Linked DNA regions of Rattus norvegicus: region 2 is linked to region 1. A link is a contact called in public HiChIP or PLAC-seq data. All regions are on one chromosome and are shown on one strand. The core of a region is the stretch at or near the end of the contact, and the rest is flanking DNA. Distances in the headings are between cores, read along the strand shown. Region 1 overlaps Nedd4l (NEDD4 like E3 ubiquitin protein ligase). Region 2 has its middle 5.1 kb from the start of Mir3591.

What was found. HiChIP or PLAC-seq counts read pairs in DNA pulled down with a chosen protein or histone mark.
Region 2: a contact with region 1 is called in an H3K27ac HiChIP or PLAC-seq map of oligodendrocytes, with 4 times the contacts expected there. The contact joins two enhancer-like sites. A contact is called at or near these places in 7 of 12 Hi-C or Micro-C datasets (the A7r5 cell line, the Rat2 cell line, frontal cortex and 2 more) and 1 of 1 datasets of contacts at active chromatin or transcription factors (oligodendrocytes).

What each region holds. Positions count from the first base shown.
Region 1 is chr18:60,986,557-60,992,983 of GRCr8, reverse strand. Nedd4l (NEDD4 like E3 ubiquitin protein ligase) reads right to left here. Exons shown (of 31, transcript NM_001401320.1): 27 at 5,809-5,868; 28 at 5,430-5,537; 29 at 4,413-4,509; 30 at 3,847-3,919; 31 at 1-1,080. The coding sequence ends at 978. Among named protein-coding and RNA genes, the nearest start is that of Mir122, 39 kb to the left of the region's middle. Within about 2 kb of position 2,548, at least 28 of the 93 cell types and tissues checked have an H3K27ac peak or open chromatin away from gene starts, as enhancers often do.
Region 2 is chr18:61,030,777-61,037,203 of GRCr8, reverse strand. It overlaps the pseudogene LOC134482951 and the pseudogene LOC120098375. Among named protein-coding and RNA genes, the nearest start is that of Mir3591, 5.1 kb to the right of the region's middle. Within about 2 kb of position 3,378, at least 49 of the 93 cell types and tissues checked have an H3K27ac peak or open chromatin away from gene starts, as enhancers often do.

The DNA.
Region 1 (6,427 bases), core at 1,299-3,798:
TTGATTATTGTTTAGCAATCATCAGAGACAGAAGATCAGTGATTCTGGTTTCCTTGGTTTTGAATGGAGCAATGCCATTGGAAATGTCTCTATGAACACCAAAGAGAAAAGAGAGTTCAGAGGAGGCTGTACAGCGACAGGAAACTGTAATGGTTTCTGATGCAAGATGACAGTCCAGTCCTGTCTTTAAATGCATGATGGCACACGTCAGAACTTCTAAGGGACAGTGGGGTCATTCCTCTCAAGTTAACACAAAGATATCATGCTATGTTACAATTCTTCCAGCCTGGACCTAGTCTCTAAATTTGTACAAAAAAAAAAAAGGTAATATCCAGTTTATTTTCAATCTGAGTATGGAAAAAATATTATGCTCAATGTTATAGTTGAAGTTCTTTCAAAGTATTTGTCTGTAGAAGGCTTTTGGAGAAAAATTAGTCTTCCAATTCTAACAAAGTGGAGGCTGGGAGTGTCAAAGTACTTCAAAAATAAAAAAAAAATGTCACCAACATTAAGCTTGATATGAAATTCAAATACAAAAAAAATATGCTCACTTTTCCAAGTACATGAGACATCTTTAATTGTAATGAAATAAAATCTGAAAATCAGTCTAAATCATTTTTAAAAAGTAAACATGAGTTGTAATACTATACCTGGAGCGTGATTAATTCCATTCACTGTCATTAGAGAGTATGCAAAATATTTATTAAGGGCTTTGCCTGCAGAGGCACAACATAAATAGAACAAGTCCTCCTGTAATCAGTGTACACATCAACCAGTTGAGTTATCGGCGGTGAGGGGGCGGCACTTGAGCGGGGCTGGGTTCCCTGGCGGAACTCGGGCAGGGCCCGGACAAGCTGGGCTCCAGAGCCAGGCCAGGCAACTGCTTCTGCCACGGGCTCTGCAAAAGTCTGCTAGGCAAATGCAAAAGTGCACGCGGACCTTGCTGGAAGGGCGGTGCCCTGACGCCGAGGCCTTCCTTAATCCACACCTTCGAAGCCTTGAGCATTCTCCACGGCCATGAGAAGCTTCTCCCGTAGATCTTCAAAGGTTTCATACGGAGGTAAATCAAGGCGGTTAAAGCTGCCAAAGGGATGGAAAGTAGAGGTGAGCGGCCGCCATTCTCCTGGCCCAAGCAGTACATAGAACCATATATATACATATGTATGTATATGTGTGTATATGTGTGTGTATGTGTGTGTGTGTGTGTGTGTGTGTGTGTGTGTGTGTGTCCCAGTTTTGGCTAATAGGCATTGGCTGTTTGAGTGAGGGAATTAAAAAGACAGTCGTGCTTTTATCATCCAAAGCCACCTTCGAGCTATGAAACTGCTGACGCCATACAATCAACAGGGAAAAGGAATGAATCTTCCAACTGTCCAGGACTCTCTGCTGACAGGGAGAGTCAAAGAGAAGACAAGCACCAACATCTATGGACAAAAATGTGGGCTGGTGAGGCAGCCCAGCAAGTCCAGCTGCTTGCAGGCTGGAGTCTTAGTTCAATGACCGGAAGCCACAAGAGGGTGGAAGGAGAGAGCTGACTGCAGTTGCCCTCTGACCACACTGGTGGCACGCACCCCCCATCCTACACAACACACACGCTCACACACACATACACACACACACACACACACATACACACATACACACACACACACACACACACGCACGCCCGCACACAGACACACAGACACACACACACACACACACACACACACACACACACACACACACACACACAGTGTTATAACAAAAAAAAAAGAAAAATAACAACAACAAAAGACAAACAAACAAACAAACAAACAAAAAGCCCCTCGTTTTAAAAGAAAAGAAAATGCACGGAGCACGAGGCATGCACACCTCAGGAATGAAGGATGGACAGACTACTACTCACACTATCCATGCCTGAACCAACTGCTGTAGGTGTGAAGCAGGTAAGGTTATATATGTATATATCCCACCCCCAATCACGCATACATGCACATCCTTAAGCAAGAAGGTAAAGCCAGGATGGGCCCCATTCCTAGGAGGGTTGCAGACCCTGTCCTGGGCTCCAGAAAACTGAACCACATCTGCTATCCAGTTGCCTCCCAGTGAGGTTCAGAGAGAGAGGGCGGGGGGAGGGGAGGGGAGGGGGGAAGAGAAGGGAGGGGAGGGAGGAGAGGGGAGGGCTGCATTCTTTAAAAGCTCCATAGCAACAGGGCTTCAGCTGGGGCAGGGAGGATCTAGCTCACCCTTCAAGGGTGAGGTCTTTGAATACAGGGATAGCCTCAGCAAGAAATCAAGGCTGCTTGTTTGCGGGCAAGTTCAAATTCTGCCTTTTCGACCTGTGATTTTGGGCATGTCATCTCAGTTCTCTGACTCTGTCCGCTCAAGTGCAAAAAGAGGAGAGACTGTTCCCAGGGGTACGGGAGGGCTGGATCAGAATATATTCAGAAGGGGCTGGGAGCCGAGTGCCCAAAAGATGCCAAGTAAGGCGACTCAGCCCTGTTGAGTAGCTCTCTCTTACCCAGCTCAAGAGCATTTAAAAAGGGTGGTCAGTTAGCCCTGGAAGGAAGCTGTCTGAAATTCTGCAGACTTCCTTCCCTAGAATAAAGGCTGAGAACTGTAGACAGCACCCGCTCTGAATGGCCAATTTCTGCAATAGCGTGCCTGTCGGTAAGGACCACACAGGCGGTGGCTTGGCCATTCCGCACAGTGACAGATGGTCCTTCTGGAGAGGTAAGGGCACCCACAGCAGTCTGCTCCCCCACTGACCGTTTTGGAAGGATTGTGCAGGCATCGCGGGGGAGAAAGGGTGCCCATGCCAGCTCAGCATGGGCTTTTAAACCTCGTGCTGAGAAAGGCAGGCCGCATCAAGAAGGAAGCAAAAGCCTATGCAGAGACACGGGCCAGAAGGAGCTTGCTGAATGCTGCTATAAAATCTACTAGGCTGTGTCTGTCCCTGTCCTGGGTGTCGTGTGACCCTCCTCAAGCCGGTTCCTGGGGCTTCCTCCTCCCTCTCCAGTCAGAGAGAGCTGATGGTGCCACAGCCCCCAGGTCACTCAGACCATTTGAATTGATGCCGCTATGGGGAATTTTGTTCTTAGTTTTATTAAAAAAAAAAAAAACAAAACAAAAAACCATTTGTTTACTGTACGCATGTGTGCACACCACAGCACACATCTGGTGGGAAGACAGTTGGCAGGAGTTGGTTCTCTCTTTCCACCATGTGGGTCCCACGGAGCTAACTGAGGTTGTAAAGCTCGATGGTGAGAGCCTTCACCTGGAGAACCATCACTGTCTCTTATCCTTATTTTGAAACAACCAGTTAAAAATGGGAGTAAAAAAACCCCAAATGTATGAGAGGTAGGGGACTGTTGTACTCAGAGACGGTGAGCAAGGAAGTCTCCGCTCTAAAATAGATGGGAAGACGGTTTAGGGGGAGTCCTGGGAGCACAGAGACTTAAACCCTTCAACCTGCAAGGACACTGGGCCCATCCAAGTCACGGCTTACACTTGGCTATCCTTCCTGGTAAGAGGTCACCTTACACAGTTGTTCTTCTGCACTGGAAGCTATTGGTGGGCAGAACTCAGTGTTCTATGCTCCCACGACAGCTTCACCCAGCTGGCACCTGAGATCAGCCAGCCTTAGATTCATTTTTATGTGTATGCATGCTCTGCTTACATGTATGTGTGCCACATGTGTACCTGGTGCCCTGTGGAAGTCAAATCTCCTGGACCTGGAGTTACACATGGCTGTGAGACATCATGTAGGGGCTGTGAGTCAAACCCTAGTCCTCTGCAAAGAGCATCGAATGCTCTGCACCATCGAGCCATCTCTCCAGCCCTCACAAGGATTTTGTTACTTACCATGTATGAGCTCTGGGCAGTTTTTCAGGACTACCCCATTGCTCTATTGTAAACAGCTGAGGACCATTGGAACCTGGGCAAAAAAAGGAAGAAGGTGCATCAACAGGCTTGAAGCAGTGGGACAAAGTTGTGGTGGGACTTAGGGAAAAGGGGAAGGGTTCTCAAGAGTGCGGTCTGCCCGGGTGAGTCCTGTGGGAAATCCCTGGTCTCTACCTCAGGGGAAAGTAACACAATGTGAGCTTTGACTCACAGAACGGAAAGAGCCCTGCAGGCTGGAGGTGGGCGCTTTCAACCGTAAGGGTGATTCTGAAAACATCTGCTTTTATAAGCGGAACCAAAAAACCTGAACTATGGGGGAAGGGGAGGGAAGACGAGAGGAGGTCTCTGTACAAAAAAGCGAACACGGCCTCAGTCCTTGCTGGCTGAAGCCCTCTGTTCCACAACTCCATGGGTCCCTGTGGAGCTAACACAGGTACATCTGGTCTGGAATGGGACCAAGATGGCTGGATGTTGCTTGCCTGGGTCCTCACAGGAGGACAGGAGATTCTGGGGCACGCCATACTCACCATAAAGTTCGGCAAATCCATTCATGGGTACTCTGGAGGTGCCTGTGACAAACTGTAGTAACCGGATCCGCTTCTCAGCATCCATCAGCAGCACGGCCTGTTAGAGGCAGAAGGTCACTGTCACCTCACACACCTCACCACACATTGTAACAGCGCCACAGAATCGCCTTTACCATGACTCTGCCTCCCCCCTTTTAACAGTTGCTATAAACCCCAGCCTCTCTAATCTTAGAATTGCTGGGTCCCTTTTTCCTTTTGCCAGCAGACCATAATAAATAATATAAAAAGAAAACCCTTCGATGGGCTCAAGCTCAGGTTTCTGGGTTTGAGATCTGGGGTCTCCCTGAAGCCAGTTCTAACCAGGCAGTGTTCCAGACTTATCTAAACAAGGGGAAGCCAGGTGGTGACACAGAGCCACAGAAAATTCCCTAACGCCATTTTACAAATAGAAGGAAACCAGAGTCAAAAATGGGCCTGTGAACTAATGACATATACCTTTATTCCCAACACTTGGGAGGCAGAGGCAGGTGACTCTCTATTTTGAGGCTAGCCTAGGCTATATAGTGAGACCCTGTCTATAAAAAAGAAAAGGGCATATGTTACCATGCAGGGCTGATTTCCTTTTTGTGCATGTAAATAAACTATTAATTAAAATAAATTTTTTTGTGGGAGAGGAATTAGCTGTTTTTTGGTTTTTTTTTTTTTTAAATGTTTGGTTTACTGTCTTGGTTAAAGCTTTCCTGAGCCCAACAGAATAGGAACATTGGCCCTGAGATGGTCAAATTTAATTTGCATCTTTGGTTGTAAGATATAAAAATCAAGATGGCTATTGGAGAAAAAAAAATGAGAAAATGATTTCTTCACAGGGATGAGCCAGCTCAAAAGCATCCCCATGCAGGAGGACGATCCTGCTCTGAGCTCTCCAGCGGGCACCTGACACAGCGCTTAGGACTTCTGCCCTGACTGGGAGGAAGAGCCTGAAGCCAAGAGAGGCTGGGCCTAGAGAGCTGGCGTTACCTTCCAGAACCACTGGATGACAGGGTGGTTGGGGCAGTAGCCGTTCTTGTAAATGGAGTGCTGTCTCCAATCATTCACGTCCACATCACCAAGGCCGCACATCAGCAACTGGGAAGGAAATTGATCAGATGTAAACCGGGTGGGACACGCAGGTTGAGAGCTCTCCCTTCACGCCGCCCTGTCACAGGCAACACATCTCCTTGGTGTTTCTATTGCTAGGCCCTCCCCACCCCCCAGATCAGAGACAGGCCCGACAACAGAGCACACACTAGACTCCATCTCTGTGCATTCAATAGGCCATGTGTCAGAGAATACAAAAGTGTCGCTTACGAAGTAAGGAGACGCTGTACTTTATGTAAAACGTATTGATAACACAAACCTCCAGCTCATTTTCATCAAAAATTTTAATCAAGTCGATTGGAAGAAGTTCTGTAAATCCCTGAAAGGAAAAGACAAAAATATTAAATACCTCTTTCTTCAAAAAAAAAGAACAATTTCTGGGATAAAATAAGGTTGCAGTTAGCCAGCTAAATCTCGCTCTTTCCGGCTGGCTCATGCCGCAATGCATATCAGGTGGCCACAATTCCAGTAACAGCAAGTCATGCATAGGCCTTGAAAATGTGTACAGTCTAGAAGCTGCCAGGCCTTGAGCACTTTCTGAAACCCTGTGATACCAGGGATGCTGTGGGCAGGCGGATTGCAAAAGCCATTTATGACACATTTTTGTGAGTCAGTGTGTCCGTGCATAAACCACAGATGTGTGAGAGGCACATGTAAAAATAGCATGCTGGAGGCATGGGCGGAGGAGAAAAGGGGACTGTGCGAGCTGGTGGAGAGCTGACAGGAAAGCAGCAAGTCAGGCTCTGGCCCCTGGGCTGTCATTACTTAGGGGTGACCCAGGAAGACTCTCAACGCTGTGGTTCCCAAAAGCTGGGCGGGGCTGGGAATCTGCTACCTTGGACTTCTTCCTTTAATTCAGTCAGCGCAAAAGGTGCCAA
Region 2 (6,427 bases), core at 2,129-4,628, 43 kb before region 1:
CAGCTCCATAGAGAAATTAAAATTCTTTTTGTTGTCATGCTGAGAAATCAAACTCAGGGTGTCAGATATGCTAAGCAAGCGCTTGGCCACTCAGCTACATACCTGGCTTGTGAAATCAAAAGTCTCTGTGTGCTACCATAGGGCAGGCAAGTATAGGGAACAGGTTTGCAGCATGGGATCCTGTTTATTTTAAGCTACATGCATAACTCTTCTCTTTCTTTCTTTCCCTCTTTCTTTCTTTCTTTCTTTCTTGCTTGCTTGCTTGCTTACTTCTTTCTTTCTTCATCTTTTCTTTTATTTACTTTTATTGGTTCTTTGTAAATTTCACATCATGCACCCAGTTCCTCTCATTTCCCCATCCCCTCATATCTACCCTTTGCCCTTGCAACCTCCTCCTACACACACACACACACACACACACACCACCACCACCACCACCACCACCACTGCCATTACTATAACTACCACCACCAACAACAACAACAAGCAAAACATAGAAAATATCTTGTTGTGGAAGCTGTAGTGTGTCAGTGTGTCACAGTATGTCCCTCTGTCCACACATCTTCCCTTCCAAATGTTCATTACAATGAGTCATTGGCCTGGTTCAACATCTCTGGCTTCTGAGACACCATCAGTATTGGATCCTCGTTGGGACTCCTCCCATGGAGTTACCCTGTTGCTGTCCTGTGTCATGGAGATCCTGCAGCTTTGGAAGAGCAACACAGCCCCTTTCACACATCCCAGCCATTCACAGATAACATAGATTTGGGGGTGAGCCAATTCAGAGCCCTGGATCTGGGTCTGGGTGGTAGCTGTGCTGGTAAGTCAGTTGGCTCTCCCTTATCCACACCACCAGGGCAAGCTCTCCAGCACTGCTCTGTCTAAGCTACCCAATACCACCACTGGCAGGAGGCTGGGCCAGCTCTCCCACTCTCCCACCCTCAGGGCTTTGCCTTTGCCATCAGGGCCAGCTCCAGGTAAGGTGCAGGGCCTGTTCTCCCAAGTGCTGCAGCCAGCGCAGGGAGGGGTAGGGTCAGCTCTCATGACCCCAGGGTCAATTTTCCCGACTATCAGATAGCAAGGGGCATGAGTGGGGAAAGGGGTAGCAGATAGCAAGGTGCAGGGCTTCTCTCCTAAGTGCTGCTGCTCTCCTAAGCGAGCTGGTGAGAGATAGGACAGCTCTCCAGAGAACTGTATACAGTGAGGGGCCCTTGGATGTCCACATGGTCCCATACAGCTTCAACAACCAGGGACAGCCCCATGTTGTATAATCATAATATGGGCCATAGACATGGAGACCATAGCCGTGAGTCTCTCTCCATAATGTTCAAGCTGCTTCACCTCCCTTTCTCTCCCATCTGACTATCACACACTGTGGTGGCCCCAGATGCAGGCTGGTCATGCAGCTGACAGTCCCCTGGGTGACATCCTCCATCCATGCTGTGTGGTGGCAAGCGGGTGTCAATGGCCCGCCTGCTGCCGTGTGCTGGAGGGCGGATCTGTGGGTGACATGGTGGTCTGCCGTTCTCTGTCTTCCTCCTCCTGTACTGTGCTGTGCCACCTGGATTTATCTGATTTTTTTTTTATGAGTCTCAGGCATAACACAGCTGTGGCCACCAAGCCAGGCACCAAACTAGGATGCCATCTGCTCTGCCCCTGACTGACAGAAGAACAACACCATTAACAAGGTATTGCTTTGTCCATTGCTGGGAGAGGTTGGGGGTCTAGGGCTGGAGGAGGTGTGGGGCGATGGAATGAAAGGGTGGAGGGAATAGCCCTTTTCTAATACTGGGCTTGACCCTGAGACTCATACCTCTTTCTCATACTACTACTACTACTACTACTACTACTACTACTACTACTACTAGTACTACTACTACTACTACTAGTACTACTACTACTACTACTACTCCACCACACACACTACACACACACAAACACACACACACACACACACACACACACCCCAGTCCTAAGTCATTTGCATAATAGAACCAAATTCCTTTTTTAAATTAAATAAACTCTTTTCTGTGGGAGTACAGCTGCATTTTAAGAGAGAAATTTCCTACCCCCTCCTATGCTCCCCATAAATTCCAGAGTTATACTTCAGTGGTTTTCTTGGAGGAATCCTAGGGAATGCTTTAGAAACCTGAAGGTAATTTAACTTCTACCAAAGTGAAAACTGAGGTTTCCCTGGCTATGGTCCCTGAATGACTTGGAGAGCAACAGAAGGGCTGGACGCCCTACTCTTGTCTTACCTACCCCCATACGTCTCATGTAATCCAAGATGGCCTTGAACCCCTTATGAAGTCAAAGATGACCTTGAGTTTGAAATCCTCCCATCTCTACGCCCAAACACTGGGCTTGCAGGCATATGCACAGTGCTGGGAGTCGGTCGGGCTTTGGGCACCATGGACAAGCACTAGCAACAGCTGCATCCCAACTCTTACTCTTGCCTTAGTCTCACTTGCTACAGATGCTATCCCCCTCCTTAAGTCCAGGGGCGTCACACTCACTTCCACACTCACTTCCAAGGTCCTACTGCCCTGTCTGTGACCTCACTAGAGGACCACAAGCAGACCCTAAAAGATCGTCTCCTCTTCAGATGATCAGTGGCCAGCAATTGCAGTGCTGTCAGGTAGCAAGTAGGATCACGTAGTTGAGTGACAGTCGAGTCAATGAGTAAGGGGGGTCAATATCAGATTTTGCCTGCTCATCGGTACGCCCTCTGTAGCATCCCAAGGACGCATTAAATTTATGCCACAATAAGCTTCCTTCAGAGTGCACATAGCAGTTCTGCTTTCTCTGTTAAATTGAGTCACCAGCGGCCAGCTCTGTGAGCTCCTGTGTCTGGCTCCTTTCCTTTTTAAGCACAAAGCAGAGAAGGAAATTCAATACCGAAGAGAAGAAAGCAGATGTCCCCACCTGTCTACTGGTGGTGTCTACTGTGGGTTTGCTCTAATGGCCGTCTGCAGGGCAGGTAGTGAGGTGTTCATCTAGGGACTTAGCTGTAGGCTTTTGGTGGCTGGAAAGAGGCAGTCAGGAAGGAGAGAAACCTAGTGACCTGATTCCGTAAGTGCCTCGTCAACCCAGGCAGCTCACATCCTGCCAAGCTCTTCTGGGAAATTAAAATTCTTCTCGTGTCACTGAAAAACATACAGCCTCGTCTTCCAACCCCTGAGCAGATCCTCAGCAGTTCATTAAGCTGGCAAATCGCAGAGTAAAAGCAGCAGGGTCAGATGATGTGACATCAGAGCCCCGAACAATGGCCTGTTAGCTTCTGAATCTTTAAAGTGAACAAGGAGGAAGCTCTCCCAACACCAACAAAGTCAGATCATGACATCAAAGACTTGAGATCTCTTTCTCTGGGGAGAAATAAAGGATCTAATTCACAGCCCTTGGCTCCCTGTCTGTGCCTCTGGGTTGGCACCAACCACAGTGAGGAATGGATGTGTTTAGGCGTCCATCCAATTACTAAATGGGAAAGGCTGGAGAAAGGACTCAGTCTTGTTCTTTATAGCCCCAGAGTCCAGTACAATACCTACTGCATAGTAACTACAGAAACCATGCTGATGAAGCTAAGGAGCGGGCATGTTTTTAAAGCTGCTATAAATGCTAGAATCCTCGGTTTCAAGTTCCCCATCAGAACAAAGAGTGAACTGGTTTCTAATTCTAGCCTTCCTTTATCTCCTCTGAGAAGGATGCAAATGTAAGTTTTACATGTTTTTAAAAGGTCCAGAGGAGCGTCTGCAGGAGCCACTGTCGAATGGTGGCTCCCTTGGAGCCAGATGAAAGCAGGACAGACGCTGAGTGGTGATTGACATGTCTACTGAACACACAGTGCAAAGAAGGAAAGACGGACTAAAGAAAGACCTCGCTAGTGCGACCCGCAAAGATTCAAGTAGCCTGTTTGCTGAGAAGAAAGCTGGTTGGTGTGGCTGTTTGAATCCTCCGTTGTCTCCCCAGGTTGAGAGTGATTTTAAGTAACACATGTCTAAGTGGACCCTTTCATCTTGCAAACAGCACTTGGAGTCAGCCAGTATGCATCCCTAGGAATGGTTGCCTGGAAACTGCTGGTCATAGCTTTCTTGGGATAGGGGAGGAGGTGAAAGTGGATCCTGGGGAAGTATGCTATCACCAGAGATCTGAGGCAGCAGGACTGTATAAACAGTGTCTTTAAAGTGGGAGGTGTCAGGGCTGGGGAGATGGCTCAGTCAGTCTAGAACTTGCTTCACAAGCATGAGGACCTGAGTTTGACCCCCCAGGACACACATTTAGAACAGTGAACACAGTACAATCCCATGTTGGATTATGGAACTTGCTGGCCATCCAGGCTAGCTAAATTCTAGGTTTGAGGTTCAGTGAGAGACCCTGTATCATAAAAACAAGGTGGAAAGCAACCAGGGAACATGCACACATGCACACACATGGGCACACACACAGAGACACAAAGTAGACACATGAATGTTTCTGCCTTCTGTATGTGCCCCTTGGAAACCTACGGAAAGAACAGGTCTTTTATTTTGAATGAGGAATGATGTAGGCAGTAATCATAATACGCCATTTAATGAGCCACAGTAGTAGAAGAGAACACAGAAAGCCCTTCTTTATGTTCCTGGGTTAATTCCAGCTAATTAGGGCCTCAGCATGATGGAACAGAACAGACATCGCCCTCAAATCTGAGAATAATTTGGAGCCAGAAGACTCTGCATCTTACTTCAGTGAGGAGGTCTCTAAGATGGCTGCTCCAGGTCTGGGCACTTTAACTACCTCATAAATGTTCCTTTTCTTTCGTTTTCTTCAACAAGAGTGTTCTGGAATATTTGACTTCCTCTGTACTGTGAACCTTCATGGGGATTGTTGCACACCCATCCTCTGTCGGGCTTTCCCTTCAGTGTTTACCAGAGACAGACCCGAGGAGAGCTGAGGATGCTAATTAACTCAGTTTCAACAAGGACTCAGCCACGAAACCCAGGCTTTTGTGGAGGAACCATATTGAGGACGGCTAAAGAGCAGGACTCTCGATTTATAAGATCCATAATGTATTGTGGTTGAATGGGCAGATGACACCAGAAGCACCATTCTCAGCCTGCCATCTATGGGAGGGGACCAAACCTGGGCCACCTTTGCCCTGTGTTGCAAAGGTCCAATAAAACCATGTGCCTGGGGAGTGATTCCTATGATGGCAAAGGTCACTACTTGCTCGGGTCATGCTATCTCCATAAAAAGACACACAAGAAAGATTGCCAAGATATTCATTCTTTTGGGGGAGGGGTGTTTGATCTCCTCTTGACAGTTGACTTGCCAGGAAAAAAAGAAACTGTTGGGGGAAACACATTGAGAAGGTAGAAATCTACTTCGTGAGTTGTTTTTTTTTTTTTTCCTTTATACAAAGCTACTCATGGTCTTAAAGCCTTTGCAGTGCATCCTGGATGTGTGGGATGTACTTCCGGGGTGCTCTCTAACGAGGAACTTAGAATCCATTGGCAGTTTTCTCACTAGGCTCCTTATTAAGTGTGACTGGGGCCATGAGGACTGTACACTAATAGACTGCACACAGGGATTGCTCATTCCTAGAAATATCGTCAGACATTTTTTTATTTAAAAGTACCCCCCCCCCCAGGGGCTGGGGATTTAGCTCAGTGGTAGAGCGCTTACCTAGGCAGCGCAAGGCCCTGGGTTCGGTCCCCAGCTCCGAAAAAAAAGAACCAAAAAAAAAAGTACCCCCCAAGGCCTAGGGCTGTGCAGGGCACAGGGAAGCTACTCTGTATGTATTTGATAAGTGCTGGCTGACGGATGAATGCATTTGTTTCTGACGGTTGATCTGACCCTGTCAACTTGACTAAGCATATACTAGTTCATTCAGGCAAGTCACAGATTTTGTTTTTACTAAAGATGCCTCTCAGAGAATATATTTGAAACCAGACCACCCATCCGTACCACTATCCCAGAACCTGAAAAGCTTCAAATAACTGATTTGCTATGGCAACTTACACACAGTTCACATGTGGGTTTCTGGTGCTAATTTGTGAAACGTAAGACAGATCTAGCATCCAAATCCAGTAATCAACCTGATAATTGGTTAAAACAGTACAGAGCAGACGTGTCCTAGAATGTCTGAAAGGTCAATTAAGTCACATACAGGTTTCTTTTTTAATAATAGAAAGAAGAGGACCTCCATGTCTTCATTTATTGCCCATTAGTCTGTGGTTTTCAGAGAGTAGACTTAACCCCATATGTTTGTTTCGTTGTAAACTCGACACAAGCTATAGTCATCTGAGAAGAAAGAACCTCAACTGAGAAAAACACCTTGATCAGAGTGGCCTGCAGGCAAGCCTGTGGGTCGTTTTCTTAATTGATGATTGATGTGAAGGGCCCAGAGAGCACTGAGTAGGGCATCAGCCCTGGGCAGGTGGTCCTGGAGTGT